Regions from separate parts of the Mus musculus genome. Here regions 2, 3, 4, 5, 6 and 7 are each linked to region 1. The links are chromatin contacts, called in public HiChIP or PLAC-seq and promoter capture Hi-C maps. All regions are on one chromosome and are shown on one strand. The core of a region is the stretch at or near the end of the contact, and the rest is flanking DNA. Distances in the headings are between cores, read along the strand shown. Region 1 holds the start of Phlda1 (pleckstrin homology like domain, family A, member 1). Region 2 holds the start of Zdhhc17 (zinc finger, DHHC domain containing 17). Region 3 has its middle 40 kb from the start of Krr1. Region 4 has its middle 19 kb from the start of Gm29916. Region 5 has its middle 36 kb from the start of Gm29916. Region 6 has its middle 22 kb from the start of Osbpl8. Region 7 overlaps Gm20758 (predicted gene, 20758).

Region 1 (3,932 bases), core at 658-3,157:
AGGTGGAAAACAGAACACCTTAAAAACAAGTTGAATGAACCATTAATTATGTAAAGGAAAACATTTTTAATGTTTCCTGCATTTTCTGACGATTTATCTTTTGAGGATTTTGTTTGTTTGTTTGTTTTCTTTAGGAAAAAGTCTCTCTAGCCAGTTAAGTGAGGTGGCAGTTGAAATAAACAGAGCAGAGTTTCAGGCTACAAAATTCTGAAACTTAAATTTCCAATAATGGAACTTATTGTGGTCAATGTACACATAGCTTACCACAGAAATACTAATTGTGAAACAGCCAGAGGGAATCAGGGAATTTTAAAGTCTTTAGTCAGAATGAAGTGAACACGTTGGAAATCTATGATGACTGGGCATTTGCAACTGTTTTAGGAAAAATAGTGCCTGGTAAACTGGGCTACAGTTCACAGTTCAGTGCTTTTCCAAATGGGATACCTTTCTCAACTATGCCTCTCTGTGTTGGCTACAAACCTCTACCTGGCTTTAGGGACTCTGGATACTATAAATGCACTTTCCAGATAACAAGAGAATGCTGTTCTGCTGAAAAAAGACAGCTGGTAGTATAGGAACTCTGGAGTGCTGACCTGTTCTACAGAGGTGGGGGAAAGAAATTAAGGTGGTTAGTAATCAGAATTACAAGTCTATTCTTGGTATACACAAAGATAATGCTTATGCATGATCACATTAGAAATCTTTACATTTGTTTTTTTGGGGGGGGGGGGGAATGGGGAACAAAAACGAAAGGCTGTAAAATGAGTCCAAATGTAAGACTCAGAATTGTTTTTTTTGAACTGGTCCATTTGATCAGAACCTTGGGTGAAGGTCCAAGAACTCTGTTTTCGAGAAGACATTTCTGTTAGCTCTCAGATTAAGTTCGAGTTTCATAGCACGACACACGAAAGACTTTGAATAGTTCATCCTCGACATTCTCTTCGATTGGATTCCTGATTCTTCCTGGCGGTGTGGCAGCAGCCCTTGTCTGACCAACAGCCTGTTTTGTCCTATCTCCTTATGGTGAGAGGAGGCTTAGAGGTTATTTTCCCAAACTGGAGACTAGATCTGTGCTTTATAGTCTACCTTATCAGGAAAGGTTTAAAGGCAAGACGGAGACTAGGACTTTCCAGAGTCAGATTCCCACAGGTGTTTGTAGGACATTCGCCAAGGCTTGTGTGTATGACCTCCCAATGCTGGACATCTGCCTACCCTGCTACTGCTGTGGACTGCAAGGTCTGATCTAGAAGGAAACCCGAGGGCCTAGAGAGATGGCACTCCTCGCAGAGGTTCAATTCCCAGAACCTGTTCTAGGGATCTGCTGATTTCTGACCTGCGTTCTCATACAATACGTACTACACACACACAAGCAAAACATACACTCACAAAAACAAAAACCGCTTGGTGAGTCTGGCTATTTTGCCTGTGTTCTGTGGCAGGAAAGGAAGTCAAGAATGTATACCTGGAGTGAGTCCACCCTTATTTCCCTGTCACTACAAACTGGTAGCTTTATTGTTTTGCCTTAGCTAATTGCCCCCAGGAACAACTATTTATTTAATGGCTGAACAACACCAACAACAAAAAAGCTCGAAGCACTCTTGGGTTTTGTTCCCTGAGATGTTTACATAGCTATGGGGGGGGGGGGGGTAATGCCCGCTATGGAACTTCGTCCCCTAAGTTTTATGCCCTTGTCTGGAGTCGGCTCCGCGTTGACCCCAGGGGTGGCTCCCCAGGCCTGCCTGGATCTGCTACCCACCCCCGCAGCGGAGAGCCCACCTGCTAAGGAAGGGCCGGTCCGTGGGGGGATGGTTTTTCGGCGCCCTCTGGGCGTCGGCAGTCGCCGCCCGGCAGCCGCGGCGACCTCAGCGACCGCGTGGAGCCTCCAGGAGTTTCCAGAACCTGCTTCCAGGCGGCGCGGGCGGCCGTGGGCGGTGGGGCGGGGCGGGGGCGGAGCCGGCGGCGGGGCTGGGGCGGAGCCGGCGGCGGGGGGCGTGTCCGCGGCGGGCTCTGGGAAGGCCCCAAGTTAATGAGGCGTACGCCGGCTGCCGAGCGCCTCTCGGAGCTGGGTTTTCCCCCGCGGCGCGGGCGCCAGGAGCCGCCTTTTCCGCTGGGTGTCACTCGGGGGTGGGGAGGGTGGCCCATTGAAAAGCGCCGCGAGGGGCCCCGGCCAGTGCCCTTCAGTGAGCGCTCGCCGGAGGACGGCAGAGAGCAGCCCGCTCACGGCTCCGGGATCTTGTGGCGAGTCAGGACGCGCCTGTCCCTCTGCCGGGACCCCGAGCCACCGCCGCCGCCGCCACCGCTCTGTCTCCTGCGAGTCAGCCTTCTCTGCGCGCTCCGGGCGGGCGGCCGCGGAAGCCGCTGGGGCGAGGACGGCGCAGGGCTGCTACTGCTACCCCCAGCCGGAGCGTCTGGAAGCCTGAAGGCCGAGCGGAGCAGCAGCACCCCTTATGCCGGAAGGATGCTGGAGAACAGCGGCTGCAAGGCGCTGAAGGAAGGAGTGCTGGAAAAGCGAAGCGACGGGCTGCTGCAGCTCTGGAAGAAAAAGTGCTGCATCCTCACCGAGGAAGGGCTACTGCTCATACCGCCCAAGCAGCTACAACAGCAGCAGCAGCAGCAACAGCCCGGGCAGGGGACGGCCGAACCGTCCCAACCTAGTGGCCCCACCGTCGCCAGCCTTGAGCCACCAGTCAAGCTGAAGGAATTGCACTTTTCCAATATGAAGACTGTAGACTGCGTGGAGCGCAAGGGCAAGTACATGTACTTCACTGTGGTGATGACGGAGGGCAAAGAGATCGACTTTCGGTGCCCCCAGGACCAGGGCTGGAACGCCGAGATCACGTTGCAGATGGTGCAGTACAAAAATCGCCAGGCCATACTGGCGGTCAAGTCTACCAGGCAGAAGCAGCAGCACCTGGTCCAGCAGCAGCCTCCGCAGACGCAGCAGATCCAACCCCAGCCCCAGCCGCAGATCCAACCCCAGCCCCAGCCGCAGATCCAGCCTCAACCCCAACCCCAGCCCCAACCTCAGCCCCAACCTCAGCCCCAACCCCAACCCCAACAGCTCCACTCCTACCCGCATCCGCATCCTCATCCTTACTCTCACCCGCACCAGCACCCACACCCGCACCCGCACCCGCACCCTCACCCTCACCCTCACCCGTACCAACTCCAGCACGCGCACCAGCCTCTTCACTCGCAGCCGCAGGGTCACCGGCTTCTCCGCAGCACCTCCAACTCTGCCTGAAGAGGGCGGCACCCGGGCCACTCAAGGTAAGGTCCTGGCAACCTGGGACACCTAGAAACGTGCCAGCATGGCTGTTGGGAAGAGTAGGAAGCTTGTTGACCGATTTCGCTCCCGAAGCAAAGTTTAAAAAAAAAAATCGTTTCAAGTTTCTGGAGAGGTGGAAAGAAGATGGGCAAGCCGGAGCTTGTAGAGGCAGGGCGGGGAGAGAAGAGCCGGAGGAATTCCGCCAGGGAGCAGGGCACGGGGACCACCTACCCACCACCGTGGTGATCACTCTTGTTCAGTGCCATCCTCCTTTGGGCTGCTTTATTGTGTGCCTCCGCACCAACGTAAAGACCTTGGTGTCCTTCTGGGCACTCGGTCCTTTGTACTGGCCGGGAGGGAACAGGGTCTTGACTCCTGAGTCACTCATTTCATTCCGTGTCCTTTCTTTCCAGGTTTTGAGGACTTCGGAAAGTGGGAAGAGTGCATTGCTATTCAGTTCACTTGGATCAAAACCAACAGAGTCTCCCCACCCCGCGCCTGATCAAGTAGTTTGGACTTCACCCGACGGATAACGCGCGCTTGCAGTTCCCTCGTAGTTTTCTGCATAATGTTCATCACAGTTGCAGGAAGCAGATTTTGCGTCGAGATGACTTTATTTATGGACCTTTGGAAGGATCACCTAACGTAATGGACCTTTGTAGGA
Region 2 (3,932 bases), core at 722-3,221, 500 kb before region 1:
AGAAAAACAACAACTGTTTTGAGACACAGTGCCCCTATGCAGCCCTGGCTGGCCTGGAACTTGCTATGTGGATTAGTCTGACTTCAAACTCAGAGACATTCCTGACTCCCAAGTACTGGGTGTGAATGACCACACCCTGCAAAATTATGTTTAGGGTAACAAACAACATACATTTTTACAAAGAGGAAAGGTTTTTGTTTTTGTTTTTGTTTTTTTGTGTGTGTGTGTGTGTGTGTGTGTGTGTATAGTTTGGTCTCACTGAGCCACAAGCTGGCTTCCAACACATTATACTCTCAAAGATAGCTTTGAGCTCCTAATCCGTCTCTCTCTACCTCCAAACATCCACTGAGTGCCACAGTACATTAAAATACATAAGACACTTTTAAGTGCTTGAAATATACCCACAGGAACCGATGAGCAGAAATATTCCTTAACCCCAAATACAACACAACATCTGAAAACTTTCTGGACATATTTTAGGACCTTGTGTAAACCAAAAGAAATCTTTCTAAGTTTATTGCCACTTTAATTTTTCAGAAAGTTTCTTCTTACTGCATAGCTGTGTCAGAAACCCAAAACAGTCTTTTCTAATGAGACTTGTCTCAGCATATATTTCTAAGAAACTGTCTCAGTTTGTGTGTGTGTGTGTATGTGTGTGTGTGTGTGTGTGTGTGTGTGTGTGTGTGTGTATGATCAAGTTAAGAGATAATAGGGTATTAATACGAAAGTGGTCCTTTGTATTTACAATTAAAAAAAAAAAAACAAGACACAAAAGCCAGGAAGAAATAAAATCAATCGAATGCAAAGTAACCACGTTTATTCGAACACCACGGATCTGGACACCATTCTCAACCTCAAAACACGACCTGAGTTCTGCAGGAAGCTGCGCTACACTTTCCTGCCCTCCCCGCATCTCACCGTGCACCGATGATAATAATAATAATAATAATAATAATAATAATAATAATCAACAAACCTGGATACACAAAGAATTGCTTCCAGGCCTTTACTAAACACAAACTCAGCTACAAACTGGGAGGTAAACAACGGGCAGAACCTGACGGCTCCGGCAGAGAAAACTGTTCCCGTCCAGGAGATACAAAAGAAAAAACGGTGGGAAACGTGTTGCGCTGTCTACCCTCCCTGACAGTCCCCAAACAGCGCTACTTTGTGACAAGCTAATGGGTGCGTGCGTTTATTCGCCAAAGTTCAGACCCTCTCTCTTTTTGTTTTTTTGTTGTTTTCTTTTCTTTTCTTTTTAATAGCCTAAGGGCAAACACACCCCGAAATTCGCTGTCCCCAGCGGCGAGCTGGTTGCTATGGCATAATCTGGAAGGACATCACTTTGCCCAGGAAAACTACGATCCCCGGGGAACGAGTGAACTGATGGGAAGGGTCGTGTCATCCGCCACCGAGAAAGAGGGGACGAGGAGAGAGTTAAAACCAAACAGCAGATCGGCTGCCTCCCCTGCCTGGGGAGGCTTGGAGCGAGACCAGGGGCTCCGGCCGAGGTTCCAAAGTGTCAGCAGGCCCCCGTCGCCCCTGCACCCGCAGGCAGCGCGGCGACACCACAGGACCATCGCCATCCCCACCTCTGTCCTCCAGGCACCGCCAGGGACGGCGTCCCAGAGCCCGCCCCGGCCGGGCCCGCCCCGCTATCTCCTCCCCCGTTATCCGCTCGCTCGCCGCCGCGCTCGGGCCTGGACTCGCTTTCTTCAGCCTCCCCCGGGGTCCCGCCACAGGTCACCGCGCCGGACGCCTCGGCCGCCGCCCCGGGCGAGGCTGAGGGAGCGAGGCCGCGGGACCGCAGGGTCCCGGGAAGGCGCTCGGCGCCGTCCCTCACCTCCGGGTGGAGAAGGGGCACGCAGCCCGTTTCGGTCTCGTACTCATCCGGGCCGTCCGCCATCTTGGTGTTAAATCCCTCCTCCCGCTGCATGCTGGGAGAAAGCGTTTCAGCCTCGCGGGGCTCGGCAAGGCGGAGGGCGAGCGCGAGGGCGAGCGCGAGCCCGGATGAGGGCGACGCGGCGCCACCGCCACCGCCGCCACCTCCTCTTCCCTCCGAGCCCCCGGGACGCCCCCTCAGCCCCTCCCGCCGCGGAGGGCGCGGGTCCCGATGCGCGTGCGCCGGCCCGGCCCGACCCGGCCCGGGGCTGGAGTGTGCTCTCTGCTGCACTGCGCCGGGGCAGCGGACCGCGTTGGGCGTGGGCGCCGCGGCCCGGGGGCGGGTCCCGGTCGGAGGCCGATGCTGCTGCTGCTGCTGCTGCTGCTCCTCGGCTCCGGCCACCCGGGAAAGGCCGCGCGCGACACAAGACGGAGATCCAGAGCCGCGCAGGGCAGGGTCCCGAGCCTTCCAAGGGCTGGAAGGGCTTAGGGTGTGACCCTGGGAGAGCAAGGATGCGTTCTCCTCGCCTCCGCACCTGTGCCTCGGGGACACCGGGAGAAGCAAGGACAAAAAAAAAAAAAAAAAAAATTGGCTTCCTTGAAAAAGCTTTTGTTGTGTGATGCCCTCTTTGCGATTGAGCTAGGGCATTTTTTTTTAAAATCCTTGCTTTTGACAAGGTCAAAGCCCCACACTTTCCCATCTGCTGCATTTTAATAGGGACCCGGGGATTCAAAAGTGAAACCTTTTTAAAATGAAAGCTCTAGAGTGTGACCCAGATAAAAATGATTAAAGCCGGCTTTAAGAGGATATTGGGGTTGGGAGGGGGCTGATGGAACAATTGCAGAAAGGATTTGTTTCTGGTTTGGGCTACTAGGGATTGTAAATCTCTACAGCGCCAGGGAACATTTAGCAAAGAGCGATCTGATTAGAGATTCTGATACTAACCAGTCCCCTGTCAAAGCCAAATCAGCCAAAGATCACCAGAGGGGAAAAAACCTGCAGTCGGACAAAGCCAGATTTACTGGTAGATCGGGAGGAAGGCACGTCAGAGGAAAAAAGGATGGGGCATGGAAGAGGAAACCCCTTTGTAAGGTTTATATTCCCGCCAAAAGAATCTGAGGAGGGTCTGGGGAGAGCTGAGATCGGTTCTGGATTGGACATAATCGATTCTGAGGAGGTGAGGAAAAACCAGGAGTAACAAGGCATTGGACGAGATCACGAGGCTAGGTCCGTTCAATACTGTGCTCTCCCAGTAACAAATGAAAACGGCAAAGTAGACCTAGTATTCGTCGGTAAACGGGCAGTAATCACTCAGAAAAAGGATGAATATGCTATTTTATAGCTGCTTCTGGTGGGGGGAAAGAAGCGGTCTCTTTGGCGCTGCCTGTCTCTGTGTGTATCCTCTCAGCAGGGCTTTTCCTTCCGGCACGGACCGATTTTCTTTTCTTCTTTTTTTTTTTTTCTTTCTTTCTTTTTTTGTCCTGGCAGAAACCAGAAACCATGCAATTCTAAACAGAATTCCTAGTTTTTCGTTCACAGCACCGAAATTTTCTTCAGTCACGTGTCAGCATGAACAGACTCTTTTTTTTTTTTCCTGTAATATTACAGGCTCGATCTCCTTACCCTTAGGCTTTTGCATTTACCCAAATCTAGGGGAAAAAAAAAGAGTAAAGAAACAGTTGAGAGGGTGTGGCATTCAAACCAACATGAAATGAACGACAGAACTAGGTATGGGGAACAAAAACAAAATAATTTGTATGAGTGCCCATGGAGTGCAGGTGTATGGTGGACATCTTCATAAAAGAGGTGTTCAACCTGAGAAGCCTGGGTTCACAGAGGGCTTTGAAAGAACGGTCCAAATTAATTGAGTCAGCAAAATCTACTGTTTAGCCCACGTGGTGGTTTGGTAATTTAAAAAGCTGTAGGTTAACTAGATAACAAAATTAAGTAAATCAAGATATTTCTTTTTTTTTTTTTAATGTAGGGATTTTGTTGTTGGTTTTGTTTTGTCGTTGGCTCTTTCTTCTTTCTGTCCACTATGAGTCAACCT
Region 3 (3,932 bases), core at 733-3,232, 430 kb after region 1:
TTGCTTCTCTCCTTCCAGTTGCTCCCCACCCCCTTCTCCCCAGATTCAACGCTTTTCTGTTTCCCTTCAGAAAAGATCAGGCGTCGCAGGGATATCAACTAAACATGGCTTAACAAGATACACTAAGACTAGGCACAAACCCTCATACCAAGGCTGAGGGAGGCAACCCAGTAGGAGGGAAAGGGCCCCAGGAACAGGCAAAGGAATCAGAGACACCCCCACTCACACTGTTAGGAGTCCCACAAACAGGCCAAGATAAGCAGACATGCATATACACAGAGAACCTGGAGGAAACCCATGGAGGCTGCTGCTATCCTCTTCAGTAAGTCCTTGCATGTGACATTTTAGCAAAGCATGTGACATTTTAGCAAAGCATGCTCAGTCTTTCACCAATCTTACAGGATTCCTGCAGTTCATTTCTTCAGCGGTTTTGGAGGCTACATACACTTTGATTGTAAGGTATATCTGGTGGCTTTCAAGTTCAAAGACTCAATAAAGAAGACAGCCAAGACTGCACCTGGCTGAAGTGAATCTAGGGCCCACTTCAGGAGGCAACTTTTCATACAGTGTATTATTCATTCACTTGACAAATACTTTATAACTTCTAGCTGTCAATCATTGCTGTAAGATCAGAAGACACTTCAGTGAATGAAACATAGCAAGTATCCTTTCCTTGTAGATTCATTTATTGTAGTTTACTCTTAAACATGCACACTTGCACACACATGGGAGGGGGGAGGAAAGGAAGAGGAGAAGGGGATAGGGAGGGAGGGAGAGAAGAAGGGAGGGGAGAGAGAGAGAAAGAGAGAGAGAGAGAGAGAGAGAGAGAGAGAGAGAGAGAAAGCATGATTTAAACAATGACTCTAAACCAAACACTGTACCGTGCCTAGCAGCTGCAAACAAAAATAAAAAATTATTTCTAGCCCCCCAGCAGAAATGATGTAGCTCAGGGAAGAAAGGCTCTTGCCTCACAACCATGAATACCTGAGCTCAGTCGTCAGAGAACTCACCGTAGAAATAGAAACATGCAAGAAAGAAAGAGAAGACCCGAGTTAACAGAATTCCGGAAGTGGACAAGAAAACATTATAGCAGACACCAAAGAAATTCGGAGTATTGAAAGGGAATACTTTAAAATAACAGAGGCAGAGGTTGGAAGGGCCGAACCTATTCCACAAAGTTGTCTTCTGACTTCTACACGAATGCCATGGTAAGTGTGGCACCTACCCCCATCCCCATCCCAGTATCATATACACAAACATACTGCTAATAATAATTTTACAACAATTTCTACACCCAGAGCAATGGATCTTTATTTTAGGAACTATGTCCTAATGCCATCTCAGAGGCTATATTGCATTGGATAGGCATTATCAACCCAAGTAGAAAAGATGCACGTTAGAAACCATTACTGGATAAAACTTGATGAAGGTCTTGGAAGGTGAGAAGACAGCTGGGAAACGCTATTTCCAAGAGTGAGTAGCCTGCCAAAGCCACGCACTTGGTCTACAGAGTCTCTTCCAAACCTTGATACATTTTAAGCAAGCAGTTAGGAGTTTTCATTTGCATTCAGCACTGCACGTTATGCAGCCAGCTTTGAGGACGGACTTCCCAGTCTCTGAGCTTCAGGCTGCAAATGCCAAGAGGTAAGAGGAATCTGACCTTTGACGTTATTGATTGTGGCAGCTCTAATGTGTGTAGCCACAGGACCCTTGGGGTTTTGAATGCTTGGGTCTCTCAGTAGCAGCCAAACTTTGAGTGTGCATATGTTAAAGCCAGTGGCTGTTCCGCCCAGTAGAAACATTAAGAATGAGAGAAGCAGTACTAATCTCTCCTCTAAAAGATTCCTACCTGAGCAGCCCTGACTGAGTTAAGCCTCTGCAGCTTTCTCATTCATGAAATAGGGCGATAATCCTGGACTCCCAAAGCTGGAACTGTGACAATTAAGGCGACAAGAGAATTAGGCACTTTAAATTCCTCGCAAAGGAATGCATTCCACTAAATAGAAAGACTAAAAATAATTCTATTTGCAACAATAGTCCTCAGGCAGTGTCCTTAACCCAGGTTCTCCAGAGGCAGCTATGGCTACACGCTACCCAGGATCTCTCAATCAAAGTTCCTGACATTTGTCTGAGATACAAATAGACAAGCATATGACGGCTCTTCCTATGTGTCAAGATGTCATAGCTTCTGTGGTTTTGCTCACACTGCTTCACAGTTTAAATTTTCTGCATATATCCATGCATTTATTAAGTGTGTCTCAGAAATACTTTATTGTATACTAACTGGTCTCGATGGTAGGTGCTAGAGAAGGAGACATATAGTGGGTACCTGTCCTACCTTCACAGTATGCAAATTGGAAATGGATACAAATGAGTTGCAAGTTGTGGTCTGGTTTAACGTCTTAAGGGTTCTTTGATAACACAGGAGAAAAGGATTTTGAATTCCCTCATAGACAACCTGGGAAACAGAAAACAATCACCTAAAAAAACAAACTAAACAAAAGTATAGAATAATCACAGGTCATCAGTGAATTGCTGGCGGGAACAGAAAAACACCATTTATGGCAGTGACTCTTGACCTGTGGATGGAGACCCCTTGCAGGGGGGGGGGTGTCAAATGACCCTTTCTTAGAGGTCACTTAAGACTATTATAAATATCAACTATGAACAATATTATTCATAATAGTAGCAAAATTATAGTTATGAAGTAGCAACAAAAATAATTTTGATTGGGGGTCACCACCACAAGAGGAACTGTGTTAAAGGGTCACATCATTATGAAGGTTGAGGTCCACGGGTTCAAAGGATGTCAAGAGAGTTGGGCCTTCTCTCAAATTCAGCTTATCACATTAAGAAATCACGTATGGCAGGCAGGCTGGTGAGAGATATCAGAGAATAAAGGCAGCCTAGCCTAGTGACCTGAGTTCAATCCCCTGGCTTCACACAGTGGAGAATGTGAGAACTGAGTCTCAACAGTTGTCCTCTGACCTCCACACCAGTACCATGGTGCATGTGCATATGAACACACACATACACACTAAATACATACATACATACATACATACATACATACATACATACATACATGCATACTACAAAAGGGAAGACATACAATCAGCTGTCCTCAACTTCTCGTGTACTACCTTAATAGACTAGTCTTCAATCTCCTTACTTTATCCCCTGAACTATATGCCAAGATAAACCTTTCTTACTTTAAACAAAGGAAAAAAATAAATCAATGTGATGTGGATTTTAAAGAAGGGATATAGAAATTGAAAACAACCTAGGACTGATAATTGTGTGTGTGTGTGTGTGTGTGTGTGTGTGTTAAAGGACTGTATTTGGAAGGTTGTTCATTTCTTCCACTGTATGTGTAGCAGGGATCAAGCTCAGGTCTACTGAAGTTTGGCCCATTGCTATGTACTGTAATGCTGAATTCTGTACCTTAAGACCTAGGCCTACAGTGAATTCTCACATTTACAAGCTTTTGTTGTGCAAACCTTGTTCCTGGATTTGAAACTATTGGTTAAATTAAAATGGCTACAGCCAAATACTGGAGGGATTAGCGGTAGGTGGGTTTCTAGTTACCTCTCTGAAGGTGGAGAGAGAGGAGTGAGGTAAGACCAGGAGAGGAAGAAGAAAGAACTAGGGAAGAGGAGGAGGCTGCCATGAGGGGAGATGGACCATGAACATGTGGCAAAGAGTAACAGCCATATCTGGGGTCCACCACTGGGGAGGTAGCAAGGCCAACAGTTAGAAGAGTAGATTAGGAGCTGGGCGTTGGTGGCGCACGCCTTTAATCCCAGCACTCAGGAGGCAGAGGCAGGCAGATTTCTGAGTTCAAGCCCAGCCTGGTCTACATAGTGAGTTCCCGGACAGCCAGGGCTACACAGAGAAACCCTGTCTCAAAAGAAGAAGAAGAAGAAGAAGAA
Region 4 (3,932 bases), core at 827-3,326, 400 kb before region 1:
CTGGCCTATGGCCCCCCCAAATAAACACTTGACGTGTATTATTTATATCTGGATAGATAGATGGCCATAATATTGATCTAAGGTAGAGCACTCCAATTTATAGTCCAATTTTTGTATATTTCCAGACACCTCAAGATAAGCATCACAATATAGAAGTACATGTGTCATGAATACATGTTTCACAAATCCTGGTATCACTATCATTTTGCATAGGATAAAAGGGAATTATTAGTGATTTTCAGAAAGCTGTGACTTCAGCATACCTTAAGCTTTGATTGTGCAATTCTTACAAAGTGGTTTGTAAGTGTGATTTTATTTTAAGATATCTTATATTATGTCTTAAAATAGGGTGTAACATCTTCACAGGGCTTTGGGGGGACTATAGTCAATGAACTGCAAAAAAAAGTGGTTCGATTATTTAAATTACAACCCTGAGGTGAACTGAATTCCTTTTCGTGTGTGCACAAATCTGCATGGCAAAGCACTGACATTTTAGGCCCGGGCATGCGTGCTTGAATGCAGCTCCCCTTCAGAGTGAGTAGAAAATGGCCGGCCCTTTCATGTACCAAAGGAAGGGTTTGCACTCTGCCCCCAACACGATTTCTACCACAGAATAAAGCCAGTACCAGAAATACAGAGGCAGGAGGGGGAGAGAATTTATTGGAAATGGAAGTTACCAACACAGAGAACAGCAAGCAACATTTAATCTAACACTGCTGGGTCTCGCTAAGGGATACATTAAAAAAAAAAATAGGCAAGTTGCTTATAGAAAGAGAACCCCTGAAGGAGAGGGGTAATGCAGAACTACACAAATTACATAGAACAACCTTCTCCCTCTTTCCCTTCTCCCCTCCTTCCTTTTTCTCTCCCCCTCCTTTCTCTTTCTCTCCTTCCTCTTCCCCTTCCCCCCTTTTTTCTCCTCTTTCTCCTCCTATTCTTCTCACTCCTCCCCTCCTCCCTCTCCTCCTCCTTTGCCTCCCACCTGCTCTCCTTCCTCCTCCTCCTTCTCCTCCCCCTTTTCCTCTCCTTCTCTTTTGCTCTCCCAAACTTTATTAATGGAAAAAACAGTGTTGGCCAAGCTATGAAGCACAATCAGTTTTCTGGAATCCCACTTGCAAACACCTGACACTTGGTTTCCAAATGCTCACACAGGAAGCGCACAAGGTTCCGGGTTGGGCTAAACAGGTAAGAAGTTGCAATCCTGATGCTCGCGTGTTCCGGCTTTGCCCAGTCTGTAATCTGTCCTTGAATAGTAATCTTTGCCCAGTAGCTACTATGCCCTCACTCGTTTTGTCTGTTAGCTTGCTGAACTCTTCTTCCCTATGTAGAATTTGAGCCGCCTGGCCAAGAACTGCATTTCTTATGTCAAAACTAGGAATTTGTTTAAAGCAACAGCATGCTCTCTTTTGTATGAGTTGCCTTAGCAGCTATGGCTTGTACTACAGTCTCCTAAAGGAACTGTGGGTTGTCTTAAGCATTCCCAAGCAGCCATGATGAGTTTGAATCTGAAGGAGGCCAGCCACAGCCATTAAATTAACCCTAACGCTGGAATTATTTACATCCATGTTGACCAATGTCCATCTTGAGTTGCAGTTTAAGTAATTTTTGACTTATCAGATTCTAACAATATGTAAAGTTTGAGGTGTCTGTGAGCAGGGCCTCTCTTCTGCTCTGTGAGCTCACCTTGGGGAACTAGGGTCTCAGATAACTCAGAAAACCACAGCGGTTGGAGCCAGTGGCTTTCAGGTTCTCTTCTCACGAACTGGAAGAATGAATTCCATGACTCACAGAGGGTGAGTTTTAGTAAGAACGGTTCTATTGCAGAAAACTCAAAAAGGAAAAAGTCAGGGTCCCCATGCCACTGGGTTCCCAGAAAGTGGGATTCCAGTGAGTCTCCCAATGAGACCTCACTGGATGGAGGCCTGGAGCTGGGGTGAGCCGATCAAGCCCGCTCCCATTCCTGGTCTCAGCCCTGACATCATATTTGGTTTCTGGGAAAAGGGTTCCTTTAGGCCAAGGGAGATAAGGCAAAACTGCTTCTATTTCCTGGCACCCGTGGCCTCTGGCCAGGACAGAACCGAAAGCACTTAGGCTTAAATATCTCTGGCATCTTTGGCCTCCAGCGAGGAGGATGCAGCTGGTGGGACCCAGAGTATTTCCTGCTTTAGCAGAGGGGAATCTGTGCGTGTTTGGAGCCGATTAATCCTGCATTGATGCGGTAGTTTCCATGTGTGGTTCTTGTTACCAAGTTTGTTTTCCAACAGTGTTTCTTTATCCAAGACTAAGCGTAAAACCAAGCCACCAATCAGCAGCTTCTTGCGCATTCCGAATCTTGAAAGGAAAGCGAACGCCTCCGAGACACTTTTCAAAGAACTTGGACCAGTCACTGCTGTGGATGTTTCTTAAATCACCTATGCCTTCAATCTTATGAGCGTCAGACTTTCTGGTCTTCAAGACAGACAATCAAGTTTCTAAATTCTGTTTCATCTTTGCAGGTGAAGCAGACAGGATTCTGGCAGCGGAATCAAAAGCTTGCTTCATTCAGAACGTGCCCCCCCCCGCCCCCCCCCCGCCCCCCCGTCTCTCAGGTTGCTGCCCCGCCCCCAGCCCCACCCAGGTGTAGTAGCCGCAAGCTGAGGGATAATATAGATAATATTGATTCTCTGATCCTTTATAGTCGTGCTTTTGTTTTGATCCATGAACTGACCGGATGTAGACTGGCCCCCTCCGCTCCTCATACTCAAATCCATGTAAGAAAGGGGAGGCTTGTAGGTGTCAGAAATGGAAAGACTCAAATTCAGAGTAGCGAGTGAGTAGTGCCAAAGCTGGGGGTGTCACGGTCACAGAGCACCCAGGATTGGCTATTGTCAAGCGGCATGGCGTGAGTCATCAGACTTCACGTCCGTCCGTCCGACCGTGAGGCAGCAACCGCAGAGAATAAGCAGCTGACTTAGCTAAGAGAAGTGCTCCGTTAGCTTCCTGAACATGAGCAAGAAGTCTGTGCTGGTCAGTATTGCGTTAGCTTGACACAGCTAGGGCAATCTGGGAAGAGAGAAAAATGCCTCCATCTGATTGGCCGGTGAGCAAGTCTGTGGGGGAGCATTCTCTTCACCAATGATCCATGTGGAATAGTCCAGACCACTCCTGGGTTGATAGTTCTGGGATGAATAAAAATAAATAAATAAGCTCAGCAACCAGGAGCAAGTTTCTAAACTGCGTTCCTCCATTACCTCTGAGTCCTGCCTGGATTTCCCTTCCTGGTGGATTATAACTTGGGTTAACCCTTTCCTCTCCCAGGTTACTCTTGGCCGTGATATTTATCACAGCAATAGAGAGCAAACGAGGAGCCTCTGGTGGGAGCCTCGGGTTTGAGAGTTCAGTCCATGCTCAGCTTGGTCTGTTGTTTTTAAGTCCGTGACAAGGCAAAAGCATCATGGGAGAAAGCTGTGACAGAAGAAAATGGTCCCCATTATGGCTGCACAATGTGAAGGAGTCTAGAACATTCTTTTAGGAGTAATTAACTCTATTTTCTTATTTTTATAGTTATCTTATTTATATAGTAATACAAAGCAAAGTTGCATGCAGAATTCATTCAGATCATTTAATAGCTTCAGTTTTAGTCCTTTTATATGCGTTTGGAGATTTATGTAAAGAGAAGTTATTAATATGTGGTCAGAGCAATTACTGTACTCCAGGAGGGCTGTGAAACACACATGCAGACAGACAGACAGACAGACAGACACACACACACACACACACACACACACACACTCAAGAAATAGAGTTTTCCTCAAGCTGCAGAACAAGAAGACACTAAACAGTTGATCCTTAGAGTTGGATGGATTCTGGTACAAAACATTTCTCGAGCAGCTGGAGAGATGGCTCAGTGGTTAAGAGCATTGACTGCTTTTCCAGAGGTCCTGAGTTCAATT
Region 5 (3,932 bases), core at 523-3,022, 390 kb before region 1:
AGTCCTAACGCCCATAAATGAGCTCAACCAGGGCTATGGGAGGATTTCTGCTGGTTAAATTAAAGCCAGCATTCTTAGGAACTTGTGAAGCCTGTTTACCCAAAGGAATCATTTCTCTTCCCCTGGCAAAAAGGCTCTCCAATTAACATATACCTATGGCACCTATCGGCATCCCAAGGTCCATGCCAGTCCCAAGGCTCCCTCAGTCCCTACTCAGGAATACTTGTCATATATTTCAAAGCTCATTTGAGTCTCCTGGCCCTTCCCTCTCTCCAGCTACTCACCCTTCTCACTCTCTTTTTTCTCCCCTGCTATTCTCTCTTCTCTCACAGAAGCCCTGGCCATGTTCAGTCAACTCTCGTTCTGCTCTGGGCAATTCTAGATGCCTCTGGTGGCTCTCTCTTTCTGTCTCTGTCTCTGTCTCTGTCTCTGTCTCTGTCTCTGTCTCTCTCTCTCTCTCTCTCTCTCTCTCTCTCTCTCTCTTTCATATCTACAATTAAAACCTTCTCCATACCCACACAATGGAGAGGTCATGCTGTCAGTTTATATAGATGGTGAGTGAATTCACCATTTAGACTAGAAGAAGAAGAGTTGGTTGAGCCATTTGCATTTGCGCAGAGGGTAGGGGTCACCTATAACATCCCCTGGTTAGAACTTCAGGACTCCACGCTAGGGGGAATTCCCAGTGGGGATAAGAGGCTGCTTTTTCTAGTCTCGTGTTAACCGGCTTTCCTTCACGAGTTTCTTCTCGTGAGAATCAAGATAATATCTGAGATGCTAAGCAATTAAAAAAAAAAAAAGGCAAGAAATGGAGCTGACAGCTCCTAGATGCTGTGAAGGAGGAAGTTTATTACAGATAAGTGGAAGAGTTAGCGAGAGACAGACACACGTGGGGGAACCCAAGCAGTCATGACTTTGAACCACGTGGGGAGAAGGGGAGAGGAAGGGAGAGAGAGGACTCAAGTACAGCAGCCGGGAGGCCAAAGGGGCAAAAGGAGAAAAAGGGGGCAAAGAGTAGGTAGCCAAAATATCTGGATTATTTAGGGAAGAGCCTCTGGGTAGAGGGTGGCGTGCCATCCGTGCCCTGGAACAGGTAGGGACTGAGGGATGCTGGGAGAACCCGGAGGCCAGGTCCACTTTGATATGTTTGTTAAGTAGATACCTCAGTTACTTGTCCTGAGTTTAAAACTTAACACTAAGAAGATCAATTAACACAAAATATGTGAATTTTAGCAAAAATGAGAGTCACATAATAAATATTTACCACATAAGAGCCATCTTTAATAACTAAAGATCACTCCTAAATTTGAATTAGGGAGAAACTAGAGAATTAAAATATTGTTTTCTTTTTTTATGCCCTTGAAATTTGTTTTGCAAATAAAGTCTTTTTTTTTTCTTTTATAGTGTCTTCTGCCTAGACTGACAAGTTGACTCTGAACTCAGATCTTCCTGTATCTACCTTCCCATTGCTGGGGCATACAAGCCTGTATCTGCATGCTTAGTTTATGTGGTACTAGATCCAACCCAGCCAGAGGGGGGCTGCATGCATGCTAGGCAGAGTCTCTGTCCACTGACTATATACATGACTACTACTATCTCTGTCCCCAGCCTTGTAAATTGAACCTTCTATTGTCTGTGAGGATATAGTTCTTATAAATATTATTAAAACTGTACACAGTTTTTCCTTTAATATAATCACTTAAATGTCCAGTAGGCAGAGGACTGAATTCACACAGACTTCCTCTTTCTGGCTTCCTGATTTCTGTTAGTGGTATAACCACCTCCTGTAACTCATGATTGGAACACTAATTATTTTTGACCTACCATTTCCGTCTTATCTGACCTTCATCATTGCTTTCAAAGCTTACCCCGCCCTTCTCCCTGTCTCTGGCCACCACTCCTGTTCAGGATACCACCTTGGCCTTTTTGCTTCAACTTTCTCTTTTCCTCCCATCAAGCTGAATTTAAGCCTGTTTCACCACATCATCTCTGCATCTGCTCGGCTGTCTCCAGTAGCTCCTACCACTTGTCAAATAAAAGACTATTCAACGTCTCCTTGAAATGTCAGCTGGAAAGGAAGACAGACAAACGAACCAGCGACTTAAGACAGTACAGCCTTTTACAGGGAGCAGCAACTCAGAGGGCTTTTTATAAGAATTGTAGTCTGTTGTCCACTTAGCTGGGGTAGTTACAGGGCAGCAGTTGGGGAGGGGTAGGTTGCAGGAAAGGTTCCTATTGTGGCTGGAGTTTGGTGTTTTCTAACAGTAGCAGGTGAGAAGTCAGTTAAAGAATGTCAAGTAACACACAAACATCTTCCTGGGCTGGCAAGGACTTGGGGTTCACAGGGCAGCCCAGCATCTGGAGAAACAAGTTAATTTATTTCCAGAAGTTAAACCACTGTAGTTACTGGAATTGGCACAATTCTACCAAACTGGGGTTTTACAAAACAACATTCTGTCTGGCTAACACTTCTCTGTGAGATGGCCTTAAACCCATACCTCATGGCTTTCTGAAACCGGTATCATTTTATAGCCCAGGCTGCTCTCGAACTTGAGCCTCATAATATCCTTATTTTTTTTTAACTTCTATAAATCTGTTACTATGAAGGGTAAGATGTAGCTGAAGTGACTGAGGTAATGATACTGTATCCTGGAGCTACTTGAGTTTGCTTAGTACAAGGCCCTCTACCCCACAACGATCATGTCTGCCTCCAGCACACATTTGATATTTCTGTGACTTTGACCATGCTCCAGACGTATTAGCCAACATAATCAGTGTAAGCTAAAATAACTGAAGAAGGTGTAAGTTAAAAATAATTGTCATGTTATATCTGAAATAATTACTATGCTCAGGCAAGAGTAAGCACTTCAAGTGACCTCACCTAACTTTGGTTGTTGGTCTTTATGATTTTTGCCTTTAGAAACACTGTACCTTTGAGCTTCCTCACCAAGAGACCTTGAGGCTCGGGAGGCAGAGGCAGGTGGATTTCTGAGTTCGAGGCCAGCCTAGTCTACAAAGTGAGTTCCAGGACAGCCAGGGCTATACAGAGAAACCCTGTCTCAAAAAACCAAAAACCAAAACAAAACAAAAAACAAACAAACAAAAAGAGACCTTGAGGCAATGAGACTCGGTCTCCAGCTAATAAAGGACTCATTATACTCTTAGTAGGCTTCGTGAGCATGCCTGTGGGTACCTTTCTCACATGAATGACTACAGTAACAAGATTAGAATCAAGTGAATGAGCTTTATGGTAAGGGGCCAGTGAGATGACTCAGCACAGGGAAGGGGCTGACAACCCCCAAACGCCTGAGTTTGATCCTCCCAAGTGGTAGAAGAAAACAAACTCCAGCATTCTGTTCTCTGACCTCCACACAGACGATGGTGTGTGTGTACACGGATCTCACAAACAAACAGAGAAGTGAATAAATGAACCAAACTTTTTAAATAAATGAATGGAGATCTAGTCAATTGGATAAAATGAGAGATAAGTAATTTCTACTTTGGCAAGACAGAGTGGCTATTTGAAGATAGGAAACTGGGCAAGAAGAAAGAGCAGAGTATGGCAGATCATGACACCACCAAACAGAAACTGCCAACAAGACCATAAGTAAACCAGGGTTTCTTTTAAATTTTCAACTTAATTATTATGGTGTGTGTGTGTGTGTGTGTGTGTTTGAGAGAGAGAGAGAGAAAGAGAGAGAGAGAACAGATGTGTGTATGTGTGTGAGTGTGTGTATGTGTGCGTGAGAGAGAACAGATGTGTGTGAGTGTGTGTGTGTTTGAGAGAGAGAAAAAGAGAGAGAACAGATGTGTGTGTGAGTGTGTGTATGTGTGTGTGTGTGAGAGAGAGAACAGATGTGTGTGTGAGAGTGTGTGTGTGAGAGAGAGAGAACAGATGTGTGTATGTGTGTATGTGTATGAGTGTGTGTATG
Region 6 (3,932 bases), core at 918-3,417, 360 kb before region 1:
GGTAGCACATGCTTTTAAAGGCAGCAGTTGGGAGACAGAGGCGAGAGGATCAAAAGTTCATCCTAAGCCACTTGGAAAATTTGAGGCTACCCTGGGCTACAGGAGACCCTGTCCTAACAAACAGGTAACCATGGATCATCACCGTAATGAAGGCTCAGTAATTTCTTGATAGCATCCAATTCCTAAACAGTGTTAAAATTTTCCTGGTTATTTCCAGTGTCTTTGTCTGCCGTCCCTTTGTTGCTGTGGTACTGAGACAGTGTCTCATGTACCCTAGCCTCTTAAACTCACTGGGTGACAGAGGATGACCTCCAACTCTTGATCATCCTGACTCCACTGTTTGAGTGCTGGAGTTACAGGAGAACACAATCACGATTGTCCATCAATGTGTGTGTGTGTGTATGCATATGTGTGTGTGTGTATGTATGTATATATAATTTATTTATTTATTTACTTATTTATTTCTGAAATAGCATTTTAATCTGTAGTCCAAGCCAGTTTACAACTCACTGTGTAGCTCACGATGGCCTCAAACTCCAGGTGATCCTCCTGCTTCAATCTTCTAAGTGCTAGGACTAAGCAGTTTGGTTGAATTCAAATCTAATAAAACTCCATACATTGCATTTAGTTGACAGGTCTGATGAATCTACTCTAATCACAGCAATATACTTTTTCCCTGCCTCAAGTGCTGGGGTTACAGGTGTGCACCACTCCCCTGGTTTAGGGGTATTGGGGATTAAATACTTGCATGTATACGAGTACTTTACTAACAGATATGTTTTCAGCCCTATAGTATTTTCTGTCTTTTCTTTTTTTTTTTTTTTTTTTTTTTTTTTTCCAGGTAGGGTTTCAGGTAGCAAAAGCCGGCCTGGAATTTGCTATTGTAGACCAGGTTATCATCTGCCACTTAATGAGTAGGCGGCTACCCTGGGCTGCATGAGACCCTGTCTCAACAAACAAACCTGCAACTATGTATCACCACCACTCCGAAGTAATCTTTCTGGGTTTTATCTCCCATGAGTTTGCGATTCAGATTTATATATACCTGTCTTACTTGTCATTAATAAAGGTCATTTTGCTCTAAAATTTTCCCTGTCCTTAGTTTAGATATTTTCAAATGATGTGCTTTAGCAATTTAAGAAAGTAACGCAAAGTGATTGAGACAGTAAAGATAGCAGTTTAGATGCAAATAATATCTACAAAGATTTGGCTAATTATGAAAGTGAAATTAGTTTAATACTGTAAGACCACTGAGTGTCTGTGATGGTTTGTATATAATTGGCCCAGGGAGTGGCACTATTAGAAGTTATGGCCCTATTGGAAAAGGTGTGACCTCAGAGTAGGTGTGTCACTGTGGGCATGGCCTTAAGACCCTCAACCTGGCTGCCTGGAAGCCAGTATTCTGCTAGTAGCCTTCAGTGAAGATGTACAACTCTCAGCTCCTCCTGCACCATGCCTGCCTGAAGGCTGCCATATAATGGACTGAACCTCTGAACCTGTAAGCCAGCCCCAATTAAATGTTGTCCTATATAAGACTTGCCTTGGTCATGGTGTCTGCTCAAGGCAGGAAAACCCTAACTAAGACAGTGTCCATGAGTTCGGTGATCTCTAGAAGGGAGCTGACATTCAAAAGTTAAGTTTTGAGTTGGGTATGGTGACCCACACCTGCAATTTCAGCACTTGGGGTGCTGGAGGCAAGAATATTAGGAGCTCAAGGTTTTCCTCAGCCACACAGTGAGTTTACAGCCAGCCTGAGACCAGTCTCAAAAACAAAACAAAACAAAACAAAACAAAACAAAACACAGCACAGCAAAACAAAGCAAAGTAAAACAAACCACAAAACAGGACCTGGAGAGATGGCTGGTTAGTTGAGTGGTTAATGCTCTTGAAAGAGGTTCAGTTCCCAGCATCAAACCAAGTGACCCACAAACTACCTATGACTTCCAGGAGATAGCCAACTCTCTGACCTCCACAGGCAGGTACATGACAGACACAAACTCAAGCAGGCACATGCATGGCCACATGAAAACAAGACAAAACCCAGAAGAGAACAAAGGAAGGATGGAGTTGTTAACCACTGTCTATTTCCGGAGAGAGGATTCTGTGGGACTGGAGCTGGGAATCTAATTAAAGCCGTGCACGTGAGAGTTTACAGGCAAAAGTAGGTCTCCCGTAGAGATCGACTGAAAGCGGAGAGGGAAGGCCATCGATCAGCAGAACTCAGAGCAGAAGATGAACTGTGAAGACACACAGACAAGGACCTTTATTGGAAAGTAAAGTTCTCTTTCTCAGGCCAGTGAGATGCTGCAGTGGGTCAAGGTGCTTGACCCTGATCAATCGCCAGGACCCGCACGTCGGAAAGAGAGACTCCAAGTTGTCCCTGGATCTCCACACATGCGCAGTATCACCCAAATAAACAAAATCTAATAAAAGCTGTCCTCTACCTTGCCACCCCTGGGGAATAGGTTAGAAACCTGGTGGAAGACATCTAGGCAGGGCTTGTCACTAGAAAACGTGGACAGATGGCTGCTCCCTGGTAATTTTGCAAGCATGCACGGCACCTTCACTCTCTGACAACAGCATACATGAAATAAGCTTTGAAGCTCTTGTCGTTTACAGAGTCCAGGCCCCTTGCTAGCCTTGCTTCTATTTCAGAACAAAGGTAGAATAACTTACAGATGTTTGGTAATTGTGCGTGACTAGGGTGAGGCTAGCACCTGTAAAACTTACAGCTTATGAAGTTGAAAGGATTATATTTGAAATGGCTTATAAAATTGAGACTTCTCAGGAAGCTACTATGTTTGTATAAATACAGAGTAGACAAAACTGACCGAAATAGTATATTTAGTCACAGACGAGACTATATGTACTATGAGCATTTTAACTTGTATTAAGGATAGAGAAGCTAGGAGCATGGCTCAGTTAGTAGGATACTTGCTTCATATACACAATGCCTTGAGCATGATTGTCAGCCCTGAATAAACCAACGGTATTTGGTGATATATGTCAATAGTCGTAGCTCTCTGAAAAAAAAAAAAATGTAGGCGTGAGGATTAGAAGTTCAAGGTCATCTTGCCTGTAAACTGAATATGAGGCCTTTCTGGGCTGCCTGAGATGCCAGCCTCAAAATATCCAGACCAAACCGAGTCAAACAACACAGGAAAAATAAAAGTCAGCAGGATCTTCTGCAGAGAAATTACAGATCTGATTTTATCAACGATGTATTAAGAGGTAGGCAAAGTTTGGAAAATTCTATGTGAAATACAGAAAAAAAAAAAAAGAAGTAGGGCTTTGATTAAAAAAATAAAAAAGACAGTGGGGCTGGAGAGATGGCTTGGCAGTTAAGAACCTGGGTTGCTCTCCAGAGGGCCTGGATTTGAATCCTAGCATCTATATGATAGCACACAGCCATCTGTAACTCTAGTTCCAGATAATCCAACCCTCTCTCCTGGCTTCCAAAGGCACTGCACACATGTGGTGCACAGACACGCATACAGCAGAACATCTGTACACATAAAATAAAAATACAATCTAAAAAAACCTTCAGGGTGCCTGGTGTGGTGGTGTGTGTATCCCTTTAATCTTAGCACTTGGGTGGCAGAGGCTGGAAGACGGATCTCTGTAGATTTGAGGCCAGACTAGTCTACAAAGTGAGTTGCAGACAGTCAGGGCCTCATAGTGATGAGGCCTTCAAAAAAAATGCAAAGTCTAATTCCTGTGCTAGAGTTCATCACAGCTTTGGAAATATAGGAGCTATGACATTTGTATGTTTGCTTTTTGAGATATTCCGATTTTAATCGTATTTGCAATAAATTGCTTTTTCATAGACCACCTGAGAACTGAAAGAAACCACATTTGCAGCTTGGAATCTATGTCATCTTGGCAATCATCTGAGGAAAACGGACTCTTATTTGTTTTGTTCACTTGAGATG
Region 7 (3,932 bases), core at 799-3,298, 360 kb after region 1:
GAGCTGACAGAGCCAAGAAGCAGTTGCTCCTGCTTCTCCATGGGTTCAGCCATTCTTTACCTCCTCGACACGGAATATCGGCAGCCATTTAAGCCTGGACCTGTGTGTGTGTGTGTGTGTTGGTGAAAAATATTTTGTTACTGAGCATATGATGGGAATCTAAAAATAAGAGAGCCGTGTGGTTATCCTCTCCTAACACCTGTTTTGAGTATCTGTATCATCTCTCGGATCTCGGAAGCACTCAGTCTGTGACTCATGGAGTAAGGGTGGAGGGATGGGAAAAATTCACAATAGAAGGGGAAAAGTGCCCTAGGAAGATACTAAAAGCAGCAAATCTGTGAGACTAAAATATTAAAACTTCAAGGGTCAAGAGCATCCAGTACAGGCTGAGTGGATTTTTAGAGACAAGGGAATATGCGAATCTAATTAGCAAAATCTGCCAAGGAAGATTCTAATCTCTCCTGGTGATTCATCTACGTCTGAGCCCTGCTGCTGACAAGAAGAAACACAAGTCAAGGATTTGAAAGGGTATGGGAGGGGAGGGGAGGAGATGGAGGGGGAAGAGAGAGGGAGAGGGGAGTCGAGGGGAGAGGAAGGGGGAGGGGAAGAGAGAGAGGAGGGGGAGGGGAAGGGGGAGGGGGAGAGAGAGAGGAGGGGGAGGGGAAGGAGGAGAGGGGAAGAGAAGGAGAGGGAAGTAGGAGGGAAGAAGAGAGGGGAGAGGAAGGAGGAAGGGGAGAGGGAGAAGGACAGAGAAAGATAAAGAGAGAGAGAGCAGTTACTCTCATCTGGAACAGTGTATCCATGATGGAACAGGGCCGCAGTGGACGCTGTCTTAAAAGGCAGTTGGGACTGAGCAGTCAGTCTAGTATGAGTTTAGCCACTCACTGGAAGATCTCAAATTCTTTCTCACTTGTGGGTCCAGCTGGCTTTGTTCCTAAGTTCAAATACAGCCTGAATCAGGGTACATGGTAACTCATGCTTTTAGTCCCAGAATTCAGGAAGCCAAAACTGGAGGACTTCTATAAGATCTAGGGGAGCTTAAGTAGGCTACACCCCTAACACTCGCAGACAAGCGCAACCCAACAACCAAGTAATGTGGGGTGTGACAATATTCTTTTTTTTTTTTTTCCAAGACAAGGTTTCATTATGTAGCTCTGGTTGTCCCAGAACCCAATATATAGGCCAGGCTGTCCTCAGACTCCGAGATCTGCCTGTCTCTGCTTCCCAAGTGCTGGCATTACTCGGTTATGACAGTATTCTTAATCTTTGAGTCTTAAGAAGTCTCATCTACTGTTACCCATGGTAAATCCTAGGTAAGTCTTAGTCTGTTGGGCATGCTAGTAAAAAAAATAGACCACAGGCTAGGCAGTTTATAGAAAATAGAAGTTAAATTTTCTTAGTTCTAGGTACTGAAGTCTAAAATCAAAAGCTTGGGAAGATTTGGCAAGCAGTTGCTTATTGATTCTTAGTTGGTACCTTCTTTCTGGGTTCCGGTATGGCAGAGGTGGGAAGAGATCTTTTCATTGGGTCTATTATTATTATTATTATTTGCAAAACCTTGTCTTGTCTTCTTCTTTCTGATGCTAGAATTCGAACCTAGTGTTTTGCACATGTTAATGGAGTAATCTACCACTGTCTCTTGGCCCAAGACTTGGATTTTATTTTATATTATTTTATTTTAAAAATAAGGGCACTAGTCTCTTTCCTAGGAATTCCAATTTCTTTTCCTTTCTTTCTTTTTTTTTAAAGATTTATTTTTTTTTATATGAGTACAGTGCAGCTGTCTTCAGACACAACAGAAGAGTGCATGGGACCTCATTACAGATGGTTGTGAGCTATCATGTGGATGCTGGGAATTGAACTTAGGACCTCTGGAAGAGCAGTCAACGCTCTTAACTGCTGAGCCATCTCTCCAGCCTGAGGAACTCTGTTTTCGTGCTCTATTTATTCTCCAAGCCCCTGCCCCTTTATTCCATCACCCTGGGGATTAGAATGTCAGTGACTACATTTTAGAGGAGTAACCACAGGCACTCTGCAAAGCAGAGGCTGGCATCCTCTCATTAACCCTTGACAGGCGTCAGGTTAGACAGGGAAGTCATTTACATCGGGCGTTACCTAGAGCTGTACCCACAGTGCTGCCAAGCATTTTAGAGAAAATTGGAGATGCTAAGTTTTAACTGTAGCTTGGTGGGGGAAAAAAAGTAAAAACTGACTCAAGAATTAACAACCGAATGTCAAATTAGAGGACTTGATGAAAAGAACCAAAATAAGCCTGCTGCAATTTCCACTAAAATACCGAACTCTTGCCCCAGACTTAAACTAATTTTGAAAAGGATTTCAACCCTCGAAGTGTCTTTTGGATTCAATAATAAAGGAAGAAGAAGAAACAAAGAGGAAAGACAGGCGATTCTTGCTTAAATGTCTCTCTCGGAAACCAAAGAGTGTTGACTTCTTTGTTCTGTCAGTTCCCCAGGGAGCAACAGAAGCTGCCGCACCTCTGCTGTTGTTCTGCCAGGAAGCAGAACACAAAGAATGGCTTCTAGCCTGGTGCAGGCAGTCTCTCTTCTTTCTTCTTTCTATTCCCCGATGAGCTGAGCCTTTAAAAACAATCTTCCCACTGTGATTCTCTTGTGTCCCAAACCACAACCCATGTTTATTCTTCATATGTCATGGTTTGTCAACGGTTTACCTTGCTAGCAAATCAGAAGGAGGGCTAATTTTAAACCCTCACAGACTGATGAAAAGGCCTCTGATTCTTAGACTGTAGACGACAAAGGTACTAAAATAGTATAAGAATAACTTTGCCCAGAATAAATATATGTGGAACATCCTGTGTGTTAAATAGCTAGGATCAATCAAAACTCTAAGACCTACGATTTTTACGATGACTGAAATAATACATATAGATAGTATAGATATATTACATCTATAATAGTATAGATATATTAGGTGCAGGAAAACTTGATTTTCCTGCAGAGATATTATAAAGTAATAAGTAGGATATAACCAACATGATATTTAAGAGGAAAATGTAGACTAGTTTATTAGTCTAAAGAGCATCTCTCTTCTCTCCCAGTTCAGCAGTCGTCTCTCCAATTCTATGAATGGAGGCCCATACTGAGTAGTTAAGCTGTCAATCTTTTCCATATGAATCATGAAACCAAGAGAAAATGGGAGATCCTCAGAAGGACCCAGAAGATGCAAGATTTTTATTTCTAAATTATGTAGGATAACAAGATGAGCAGACAAGACCATGAGAGTCTAGAGCCCATAGCAAGAAGTCCAGGGAGCTCCCGTGGGCTTGAACATGTTCTTCCACAAATTCAGGGACTTAATAGCGTGGATGGTGCTGTTAAGATAGGGGACCGTGAAGAGATGAGGCCTCTTCTTCTCTGAACAGAGCTAAAGGTTGTGAACATATGGCTCAGATCCTTGCTTGAGAAGGGGAAACAAAGAAGCAAGAACAGTAAGTGTTCAGGCTGGTGATGTGTGTGTGTGTGTATGTATCACTCAGCATCAGCAGGGTATCTGGTGGTCATAAAGGGCAGGGCCAAAGCATCATTGCTCTGACCAGGCCATTCCTCGGTGTCATTTTGGTGCTGATTCTGGCTATTTGGTTTGAACTCCTATTCTTCTCTAAGCATGTATTCAGCAATCCTGGCTCTTTTGTGAGCCCTTGACAGAAGCAGTCACACTCTCTCTTTCTCTCTTTCTCTCTCTCTCTCTCTGTTTGTGTGTGCCTGTGCCTAAATGTGAGGAAATATTATATGGAGTTGGCTTACATGATTATAGAAGCTAATAAGTCCTCTGCCTCCACAGGCTGGAGAAATTTTAGTCTGAAGCCAAAGAGGTTTGAGACCCAAGAAGAGCCAGTGTCCAGCTGGAGTCTCAAAGGAAAATGCCAATATCCCAAGACAGTCAGCTAGAAGCCT

Evidence for each region. Promoter capture Hi-C pulls out the DNA fragments that hold promoters and counts their contacts. HiChIP or PLAC-seq counts read pairs in DNA pulled down with a chosen protein or histone mark.
Region 2: a contact with region 1 is called in an HNF4G HiChIP or PLAC-seq map of pancreatic cancer cells. The contact joins the promoter of Zdhhc17 here to the promoter of Phlda1 in region 1. A contact is called at or near these places in 3 of 39 promoter capture datasets (hematopoietic stem and progenitor cells, liver and pre-B cells), 2 of 484 Hi-C or Micro-C datasets (CD8 T cells and embryonic stem cells), 3 of 115 datasets of contacts at active chromatin or transcription factors (memory CD8 T cells, pancreatic cancer cells and thymic regulatory T cells) and 1 of 9 other capture datasets (liver).
Region 3: a promoter capture Hi-C map of liver shows a contact between it and region 1, with 13 times the contacts expected there. The contact joins the enhancer-like site here to the promoter of Phlda1 in region 1. A contact is called at or near these places in 23 of 39 promoter capture datasets (the 3T3-L1 cell line, 3T3-L1-derived adipocytes, the C10 cell line and 15 more), 10 of 15 datasets of contacts at CTCF or cohesin (the G1E-ER4 cell line, the NIH/3T3 cell line, embryonic stem cells and 5 more), 251 of 484 Hi-C or Micro-C datasets (3T3-L1-derived adipocytes, the 63-12 cell line, the AML12 cell line and 125 more), 74 of 115 datasets of contacts at active chromatin or transcription factors (the 230-238 cell line, CD8 T cells, the HPC-7 cell line and 52 more) and 5 of 9 other capture datasets (adipose tissue, embryonic stem cells, embryonic tail and 2 more).
Region 4: an H3K27ac HiChIP or PLAC-seq map of regulatory T cells shows a contact between it and region 1, with 5 times the contacts expected there. The contact joins the enhancer-like site here to the promoter of Phlda1 in region 1. A contact is called at or near these places in 12 of 39 promoter capture datasets (the 3T3-L1 cell line, 3T3-L1-derived adipocytes, the C10 cell line and 8 more), 11 of 484 Hi-C or Micro-C datasets (the Ba/F3 cell line, the G1E-ER4 cell line, the HPC-7 cell line and 8 more) and 12 of 115 datasets of contacts at active chromatin or transcription factors (CD8 T cells, the SCID.adh cell line, bone marrow-derived dendritic cells and 9 more).
Region 5: a promoter capture Hi-C map of pre-B cells shows a contact between it and region 1. The contact joins the enhancer-like site here to the promoter of Phlda1 in region 1. A contact is called at or near these places in 10 of 39 promoter capture datasets (the 3T3-L1 cell line, the C10 cell line, the HPC-7 cell line and 6 more), 5 of 484 Hi-C or Micro-C datasets (embryonic fibroblasts, germinal center B cells, granulocyte-monocyte progenitors and 1 more), 2 of 115 datasets of contacts at active chromatin or transcription factors (bone marrow-derived dendritic cells and embryonic forebrain) and 1 of 9 other capture datasets (adipose tissue).
Region 6: a promoter capture Hi-C map of pre-B cells shows a contact between it and region 1, with 2.0 times the contacts expected there. The contact joins the enhancer-like site here to the promoter of Phlda1 in region 1. A contact is called at or near these places in 10 of 39 promoter capture datasets (the 3T3-L1 cell line, 3T3-L1-derived adipocytes, the C10 cell line and 5 more), 1 of 115 datasets of contacts at active chromatin or transcription factors (effector CD8 T cells) and 1 of 9 other capture datasets (adipose tissue).
Region 7: a contact with region 1 is called in an H3K27ac HiChIP or PLAC-seq map of stem cell-derived neural progenitor cells, with 4 times the contacts expected there. The contact joins the enhancer-like site here to the promoter of Phlda1 in region 1. A contact is called at or near these places in 17 of 39 promoter capture datasets (3T3-L1-derived adipocytes, the C10 cell line, the HPC-7 cell line and 11 more), 2 of 15 datasets of contacts at CTCF or cohesin (large pre-B cells and pro-B cells), 12 of 484 Hi-C or Micro-C datasets (the N1E-115 cell line, cerebellar granule neurons, cochlea and 7 more), 33 of 115 datasets of contacts at active chromatin or transcription factors (the 230-238 cell line, the NIH/3T3 cell line, VIP interneurons and 24 more) and 3 of 9 other capture datasets (adipose tissue, liver and pancreatic islet).

Annotation. Positions count from the first base shown.
Region 1 is chr10:111,504,379-111,508,310 of GRCm38.p6, forward strand. Phlda1 (pleckstrin homology like domain, family A, member 1) reads left to right here and starts at 1,908. Exons shown (of 2, transcript NM_009344.3): 1 at 1,908-3,270; 2 at 3,682-3,932. The coding sequence starts at 2,027. The coding sequence ends at 3,244.
Region 2 is chr10:111,008,095-111,012,026 of GRCm38.p6, forward strand. It overlaps Zdhhc17 (zinc finger, DHHC domain containing 17), which reads right to left and starts at 1,972. Exons shown (of 17, transcript NM_172554.2): 1 at 1,844-1,972. The coding sequence starts at 1,936.
Region 3 is chr10:111,931,174-111,935,105 of GRCm38.p6, forward strand. No RefSeq gene overlaps it. Among named protein-coding and RNA genes, the nearest start is that of Krr1, 40 kb to the right of the region's middle. Within about 2 kb of position 1,983, at least 10 of the 459 cell types and tissues checked have an H3K27ac peak or open chromatin away from gene starts, as enhancers often do. A contact at or near this core is called in the HL-1 cell line, heart atrium and liver, where this site is marked.
Region 4 is chr10:111,100,360-111,104,291 of GRCm38.p6, forward strand. No RefSeq gene overlaps it. Among named protein-coding and RNA genes, the nearest start is that of Gm29916, 19 kb to the left of the region's middle. Within about 2 kb of position 2,077, at least 141 of the 459 cell types and tissues checked have an H3K27ac peak or open chromatin away from gene starts, as enhancers often do. A contact at or near this core is called in the Ba/F3 cell line, the G1E-ER4 cell line, the HPC-7 cell line and 8 more, where this site is marked.
Region 5 is chr10:111,117,644-111,121,575 of GRCm38.p6, forward strand. No RefSeq gene overlaps it. Among named protein-coding and RNA genes, the nearest start is that of Gm29916, 36 kb to the left of the region's middle. Within about 2 kb of position 1,773, at least 99 of the 459 cell types and tissues checked have an H3K27ac peak or open chromatin away from gene starts, as enhancers often do. A contact at or near this core is called in the HPC-7 cell line, adipose tissue, bone marrow-derived dendritic cells and 3 more, where this site is marked.
Region 6 is chr10:111,140,579-111,144,510 of GRCm38.p6, forward strand. No RefSeq gene overlaps it. Among named protein-coding and RNA genes, the nearest start is that of Osbpl8, 22 kb to the right of the region's middle. Within about 2 kb of position 2,168, at least 6 of the 459 cell types and tissues checked have an H3K27ac peak or open chromatin away from gene starts, as enhancers often do.
Region 7 is chr10:111,865,268-111,869,199 of GRCm38.p6, forward strand. All of the region lies in intron 2 of Gm20758 (predicted gene, 20758), which reads right to left. Among named protein-coding and RNA genes, the nearest start is that of Gm20758, 7.1 kb to the right of the region's middle. Within about 2 kb of position 2,049, at least 33 of the 459 cell types and tissues checked have an H3K27ac peak or open chromatin away from gene starts, as enhancers often do. A contact at or near this core is called in the 230-238 cell line, the N1E-115 cell line, embryonic stem cells and 4 more, where this site is marked.